Regions from separate parts of the Hordeum vulgare genome. Here region 2 is linked to region 1. The links are chromatin contacts, called in public Hi-C maps. All regions are on one chromosome and are shown on one strand. Each heading gives the region's core, a stretch centred on a gene start, on an enhancer-like site or on the middle of the called end of the contact. The rest is flanking DNA. Distances are from core to core; before and after follow the strand shown. Region 1 has its middle 23 kb from the start of LOC123427169. Region 2 holds the start of LOC123427170 (protein NUCLEAR FUSION DEFECTIVE 4-like).

Region 1 (4,171 bases), core at 1,115-3,614:
GCTCTATGATTGCTGTTTATCATGACGATGAGTGAGCTGAACTGACAGTGATCATTAATTATTTTCTTTTCCATGGATGCGTACGAAGGGATAACTAAGCATTGCATTGATCTTGGAAGGAATTAAGTTAATCATCGAAGTAGCGGCGGTAGGTTGGTACGCGAGCGACTAGTCCTCGACCCCTGGGCTCGACCAAAGCATCTTAGTGCGTAAACAAAGTTAACAAGGAGACAACAACCACATAGTACATATATAGATAGATGCTCCTACGTGAATATGCCGTTGCTGCTCTGCCGACTGAACCAACCAAATGGAGATGAGAACAATCTCGGACTGACGTGCTCACATCACATACCCGGGCGGACGGATAGGCTCGTGGAACGCAACGCAAGCAGCCATACTACGCATTTTACGTAGTGTGGTAGGCATGTCGCTTTCCTCGGCCTCTGCGAACGCGAAGCATCAGCCCCGGTGGAGAAAACAAAGAAAGAGAGGTGCCATCGATCGAGCTGCAGGCAACGTTGTTTAGAGCAACTCAACCAACCGACTAAATGCACGACCGTTTTATTCCTTTTTTGTTTGTTTGGATGGGCGGCCTGATTTGCGTATGTTTTTTTTATAGCTAACGCGGACGACTTATTTTATGTCCGCACATTAGAAAAATAATGTCGGCATGCCAACGTTCAAGAGTTTATGCCGGCACTATATCAGCGGTCGACATACATTGTCAGCCTACATTAAAACCATTATGCGGTTCATGTTGACACACTTGCCAGCGGCCGGCTCACATGTGAGCACGCCAAAAGAAGTTTGTCCTCGACCGGCTTGTATGCCTTCGTCTGCTTGCTTTTGCGCTTCGGCTTCGTTCCGACAACAGTTTGGTTGACAAGCTCCTCCTCGAAGAAAGGCACCCGTCGATGTCCATGTCATCGTCCTCCTCCTCAAGGCCGTAGTCCTCCGGAAACTCATGGTCAAGTGGGAAGCCATCTAGGCCGATCTGATCTTGCATGAAGGCGTCATGTGGTTCATTGGTGGCTTGCGTGAATGGCGTTCAGCCGTCCTGGCTTTGGTTCTCATCGGGATCGTACACACCAGCCGCCAGCGCACCCCCTTCGAAGATCATGTTCTCGAGAAAACGGTTGGTCGTGTCATCGTCGACGGTCGCCGGCATTCCGTCGAACAGATTGCGGGCGCCGGTGAGCATGTCGCCTGGCATCTCGTGCTGGTGTTTCCTCATGCCTCCGGACGATGATCCGCCTGCCACCGACGCGACGTTAAGGTCGACGGTCACCGACGCGGGGGTGGAAGGGGCCACGATGCTCACCTCCGACGAGCATTCCCCGGAGAAGCGACTGCTTGCGGGTAGACGTGGAAGTCGGGAATCGGCTGCATGCAATACGCGCATGGCAACTCCTGCAGCATCATCCAAGGATATGCTGACGAGACTATGCTGGCCGCGGCCGCGACAACAACGACGTTGACAAGCCCGTGTTGGCTAGGGTTTACCCCTAGGTACAGCAAGGCCTCCCTCGTTGCCGCCTTCATCGGGCATTGGTGTCTTCCTGCTGCACGGCGTTGACGATGACGGCGGCGACAGCTGCCTCGTCCCTTGCATCGTGCGCGTGCCTCCGACCCTTCCTCTTGGTCGACTTCACATCCCGCTCGTCGGGCGTCAACTCCTTCTTCTTCTTCTTCTTGGGCGGCGCGGGCCTTGCCTGTTGCTTCGACGGCGGCGACGGGCGAGGCCATGGAGGCGATGGTGGGGGCGGCTGGCCTCGAAGTCGTCGTCCATGGCGGTGGGAGCGGACGCGGGAGCGAGTGAGAGAGTTTTGGGAAAATGGAGGAAAAAAGTGACTGCTTTATCGCCGACTGGCGGGTCACCAAGGAAAGTAGACGCGTGTCACGCGCATCCATTTCGTGTCCATGCCAACGTAAATCAGGCTCAAATTTAGGTCAGAAATGGATCGACGGACCAAAAAAGAGCGGACACGGGTTCACTTGAATCGACGAGCTGAGCTAACTTTTTATCCACGCGGATCCAAACGAATGAGAACAAACGAAACGGGTTGTTCTGTTGAAGTTGCTCCTAGCTCCAACATGCGATGGATAGATGGATAGATGAGCGCGGGCAGGTGGCCTCGTCTTGTTCCCGATTGATGCAGACGTGGCGCGCGAACGAGTCCCCGGGCGATCGCAGATCAGATAGAAAGACGGCCCTTGAGGCCCCGAGGGCTCAAAAGCCGTTTTCGATTTGCCCCAGCAGCGGCGCGTACGCAACCGAACGACAGCAGCAGCAGCAGCGCGTACGGGGTCGAGTATAGTTGTAGCGCAATGATGCTCCGTATCTGGCGGAGAGGGACGGAGGGAAACGTGGGCAACCGGACAAACGAATACGAGAGCGTCGAGAGGGACGTACGTACGTACGGCCGGCTGCCTCAGATCAGAGATGGTCATCGGGTTGGGGACACGTACGTAGTGCTGGATGCTATCCGTTCCGGACTGATCAGGAGAACGGCGGCGAATGGTTCCGTTTCGGCGCCGGAGCGCATGATGCATGCATGTGTGGCGACCGCTGGCCAATGGAGGGGAGGTGGCAAGGAAGGATACGTACGTGGTGACTGGTGAGCGGTGATCCTGCTTGCTGATCGCGCGCCGTTTTTCCTTTTCGTCCCGCCAAAATTGACTGTTTGTTTGTATATGTCCGTCGGTGAGTGGCGTGCCGAGCAGCCTTCAGGCTAGCAGCTGGGTCTCGGACAGCGACGAAGACAGGCATGGGACACGATGAGAGCTAGCATAGCATGTCACGTTGAAATGCAGCTTGTGTGAAATACGTGAAGATATTGCACAAGACGCACGCTGCCTTCGCTGTTTCAGGGCTTCAGCAGCCGAACCTCTCAAACTATAGCAAACCAATGCATTCATAAATATCACCTCCCCTTTATAGATAAAGCAATAATTAAATAAAATATACGATCGAATGATACAAGGTAAAAAGATAGCCTCCTTATAAAATAGATCCAACAATAAACTACCGAAATAAAGCACACGAAGACCCTGATACAACGCCACGCTACACCCTACATACCTAAGCTCCACGACAACACTCTCACGAGGGATGTCGACGCAATGCGTCATCGCCGTCGAGTCCACAATGTACAAAGGTGTTCACCCGGAGCCCGGACATGGAGGGGAACACCATGACGACGTCTTCAAAAAGAGAACGGCGTCCATGAGCGTCGTCATTGTGGGGACCAGAGCACGGAGCTTTCGCCCGATAGTTCTCGCGTGTCACCACGAGGTCTTCACGAGAAGCATGACGAGTTTAGATCCCTAGATCTGGATTGAGGCGCCACCACGAAGACCGAGAGCGCGCCCGAGCTACCTAGAGCCCTGCCTCTCATCGCCCACACGGTCAAGAAACAATGCCACCACCGTCGTCATGGTGCCCGCTGGAGAGCCAACCATGCAGACCACCTTCCGGGGCCGCCGCCCCGCCATCCGTGCAATGAGACATAGCCGACCCCCGCTTCACCGTGCACAGACTATGGTTGGTGAAGCCCGACATCAGGCACCAGGCCAGGGTCGACACCACCACCATAGGGCACCCACGCATGAAGTCCCCACCAATCCTGATGGATTGAGGGAGATATGGCCCAGTGGCTGTCGACGGCCATAGTCGAGCCATCAACTCAGACGACGCCAAATCCGTGGCCTCCAGCACAGATCCGAGTGTTAGCACAACACTGTCCCGACCACCACCGTCATGGACCTTCACCAACGCCATAACGAGAGGACCCCCCCCCCCCCCAAATCGATCTGCAAGCTCCTACCTTGGTCGGGACAGAGGCGGCCCAGAGCCATGACCGACTCCAGTGCGACCTAGCGTCAGATATTGCATGAGAAGTATCAAACCCCGGGAAGAAGGCCTACGTCAAACTCCCACACCGACGGCCTGTCCGCGTTGCCAGCCAACTACTAGCCAACACGATTCGGAGGGCGGGCGCTGACGTCAGCTGTGCTTCCCTGGCAATGGCTCCAGAAAAGTGATGATCCTGCAATCTCTAGTGTTAGCTAGACGAATGCTTATGACAACTAACCTTCTCCTGCAACGGCACCAGAAGAATGCTGATAGCACTCCCCGGCAATGAAACTGGAAGAATCTTGTTGATGG
Region 2 (3,915 bases), core at 497-2,996, 94 kb before region 1:
TTGGATACAAGATGTGCAAACAATCATTGATCACACCAGGAAGCTAAATTGATGATCAAACAAAAAGGGCTCACTTTTGTTCATAGAAGGTTTATTTTGTTCACTGAGATACTGAACATGCAGAAATAATGATGTCAAACTACCAGGTGTTTGGACGGAAATTTTGGTGAACTCAACTTGAGCAATAGAAAAGTTGAGCAGTAATTTCCAGATCACTGAGCACAAAAATTATAACCGTTATAAACTTGCTCTCTGTAATACCACCGTTCTTGGTAGGGACATATATTCTGGTAAACCTACAGTACTGAAGTGATCTGCAGATGACCTTATAAAACAATATTAACTAAAGTCAGCTTGACCTTTTCATGAGAAAAGAAGTCTTTTTCGCCAAATTTCTCTCTACAAACTGGCATTGAAAAAGATTATCCGCATATCTAATCTCACCAAAATCAGGTAGGAAGATCTGCTTCTATCCGTAGAGGCTATTATTTGTAATTTTTGTTGGTAGCTTACCAAGCTGACCACTTGGTTCCGTAGAGGCTATTGGGGTCATAATACACCAGTGTGAGCTGGCAGGTTGAACAAAAAAAATACAGATTCATTGAGCGGTCCAACGCCGAAACCAAGTCTGGTCTACTTGCAGAAATGATTGGCAAGATAAACAATGTACTATTTTGCCTACAGAAACGGGCCAACCAAATCACGACAAGTTCAGCGGATGAACATAATACTACCCCGACTAAAAAACAAAGTAGTATGTGTGCTACCACATTTAGCTTCACGCCAGAATGAAAGGAAAATGTCTACTGCCGGCGTTAACGTCAATCATATAATGTGAAGACAATGATTTGCTTACTTGAAAGGAGATATCATAAGGCGTAAGAGCCATCTTTGCTGAGTTCCACCAGACAATCAACGCACGGACACGCGTGAACGCATAACATGCCCCAACAGATTACCACCAAAATGGCAATCATAGCCGTTGGAAAAGAATAATGGCAATCATACAGAGAATGGAATACTAGAAGTGGGTTTGAATAATTGTGCGATTAATCAGCTCGGCTCGCCGTTCACCGTCAAAAATCAATGGAAACAAACAGGACATGCGAGCGGGATAATCAATCTCGGATGACGGATGTGTGGACGCAGAGATGCGAGGCGGAAAAGGGGGAGGGGGAGCGTACGTACCACCCAGTAGGGCATGGCGACGGTCTTGGTGACGGCGAGCCAGACGGTGCCGAAGCCGAAGAAGGCGCAGGCGGAGCCGATGAGGAGGATGAGCCAGGGCGGGAGGCGGTTGGCGAGCACCCCGGGGACGAGCCCCACGTTCTCGCCGACGTCGTTGGCGACGCCCAGCATGGTGAGCGCCTTCTGGTTGTACCCGAGCGCCTCCTTGACGGCGTGCGAGTAGAGCGGGAAGACGTAGGCGCTCCCGGCGGCCACCTGCACCCACACCGCCGCCGCCAGCCCCACCCACGGCGGCCGGCTCCCCGCCTTCACCTTCCCCAGCCCTCCGCCGCCCGCCATCTCGATCCCCCTTGGGCCTTGGCGTCGCACTCGCCGAGCTCCTCCCTGGCGATAGTAGCAGCTGGTGATACTACGGCTGCGTGATTGATGTGGCTGGTCGGGCACTCAGGGTGTAGGCGTGGCGTGGCGTGGCGTGGTGTACTGTGTGGAGGAGAGGAGGCCGTGCTTGCTTTTGGCTGAGGCAGAGGAAGCTCAGCTCAGTTGGCACCACTCTAGTAACGTGGTGGCGTCAGTTAAATAGTCTCGTCCTGCTTCGCTTTCTCCTTGTGTGTCGCCTTGCCTCCTGCAACCAAGGAAAGCCAGCGAAAATATGTTTATGCATCTACTATCAACACTACAAGAACTGGTCCTTGGTCACATTTCACCGGGACATGCATGGGAAGATAGGTGATAAATGTGCAGTTGATTCCCTCTCAAGTGGCATATATATTAATGTAACGTTTTCTTTCCAAATAATCTTTAACATTTTTATCTTTTTCTATTTAAGGACGAGGAGATCAAGAATATATGGTGAAAATATTTCAATAAATTGTTCCGAGAGCTTTGTCATTGAGTTGGACGACTCCTTTGATGACGCGGATCGACGTTTTTTTGTTTGACGAATCCAAAAGCTTGAAGTCCAAACCAATTGTATCCTCACTGAGGTATGAAGATGACTTGAAGACATCATGATATTATGTCTAACTAAGCGCAACTCTAGCTGACCCCCTAAAATTTAGAGGACTAAATAGTTAAGTACTATTTATTTGAGTATTTTTACTTCTCTATATTTTGATCGATTGCCTACACTTAGTCGTGTAAAAAATAATTCGGTGTATACAAACACAAATTTAATTCAAACAACTGCTTATAAAACCTACTAAACTAACATTTAGTGTCGATTCATAATTTTGCGCTCACATGAACCAAAACTTAGACTAAACTAATCAAAACTTACTAAATTAACGATATCCGCCTCTTAGGTGAGCTTCTTCGAGCCTCTCGTAAGCTAATGTCTACTCTATAACTTCATTCGTGTAGTCGTTGTTGGACCTTCAAGTGCAGAGTTATGTAGGACAACAACAATTTTTCTTCCAATGAATGACCTAAGCTTTATCAATTTGTGGAAGATGTGGGATGAAGATGGTCTCTCTCAAACAATCCTACAATTAAATACAAAAAATCTCTTGTGTCTTCAAAACACACAATACAATGGTGACGGGGATACTACCCCCGGGTATACCAAGAGCGGAGATTAGCCGTCTCCAAGACATTTGGGGCCGCCTGGCCCCCCAGGCCGGCTAGCGATAGCCGGCCCATTCGGCCGACCCAAGTCCGGCCGACTGTCGACAGCCGGCCCCTTCTGCTCACGAGTTCGGCCGGCTGGAGACAGCCGACCCCATTTCAGGCCCGCACGTACCTCGCCGGCTGGCGGTAGCCGACCACCTCTTCGACACATACATGACCACCTGGCGGGGCTCGGCCGGTTAGCTGGCCCCTCGCCAGCCGGACGAACGGCACCTGTCCCATCCGGCCGTACCGTCGTACATAGACAAGACAAGACGAATGACCAGAGGCTATCACGGCAGCAGTACGCGCTGACGTGTACGGCCGTGCTGCGGCGCGATGATGGAAGGGTCAGCGAGGCTACAGGGATCCCGACCCTGACCGAGTAAGGAGGTCGTGTATCCACGTTCCCCTGTGTCGCCCTTGCCCTGACAGCTCGGCGCACCGACCGCTGCTGCACATGACTGGCGGACCCCGCGACAAGACCCAGCCACAGGTAGGCCCCGCAGCCGGCCCATGAGGCTAGCAGCCGACCCCCACCTCACAATCCTATCGTTACCACTGTAACATCTAGCTACACTATAAAGCCACGCCCCTACCCACCGAGAGGGGCGAGAAGTTCGAGAGGTTCACACGTTCATCCAGTTTAGACTCCCACCACCACTTGTAGAACACCACCTGAGATAGCGAGACCGGAAGCCGGGACTAGGGGTTTTACCTCACCTGAGGGCCCTGAACCTGGGTAAACCGACGTCATGTGTGTTGCGCCTACACCCGTTCCCAGACGCCGTCGGCGCCCATTGGCCCCAATCCACGAGTTAAGACACCCCATGGCATCTGTCCCGGAAATACCACGACAAATGACAAATTGTATATGTGCACTATTTCAACGAAGAGATGGTGATACAAGTGTAGTATGGAAAGTAGATATAGGTTTTTATAATATGAAAATATAAAAAACAACAAGGTAACAAGTCGTAAAGGTGAGCATAAGCAGTGTTGCAATGCTTGGAAATAAGGTCTAGGATTCATACTTTCATTAGTGCAATCTCCCAATAATGCTAACATAAAAGAATCATATGATCATCCCTCAACATGCGATAAAGAACCACTCCAAAGTTC

Evidence for each region. Hi-C and Micro-C count contacts between places; a contact is called where the count stands out from the background.
Region 2: a contact with region 1 is called in a Hi-C map of seedling, with 2.9 times the contacts expected there. The contact joins the promoter of LOC123427170 here to the enhancer-like site in region 1.

The regions. Positions count from the first base shown.
Region 1 is chr2H:548,765,699-548,769,869 of MorexV3_pseudomolecules_assembly, reverse strand. No RefSeq gene overlaps it. Among protein-coding and RNA genes, the nearest start is that of LOC123427169, 23 kb to the right of the region's middle. Within about 2 kb of position 2,364, at least 3 of the 3 cell types and tissues checked have open chromatin away from gene starts, as enhancers often do. A contact at or near this core is called in seedling, where this site is marked.
Region 2 is chr2H:548,859,785-548,863,699 of MorexV3_pseudomolecules_assembly, reverse strand. LOC123427170 (protein NUCLEAR FUSION DEFECTIVE 4-like) reads right to left here and starts at 1,746. Exons shown (of 3, transcript XM_045111144.1): 1 at 1,189-1,746. The coding sequence starts at 1,527.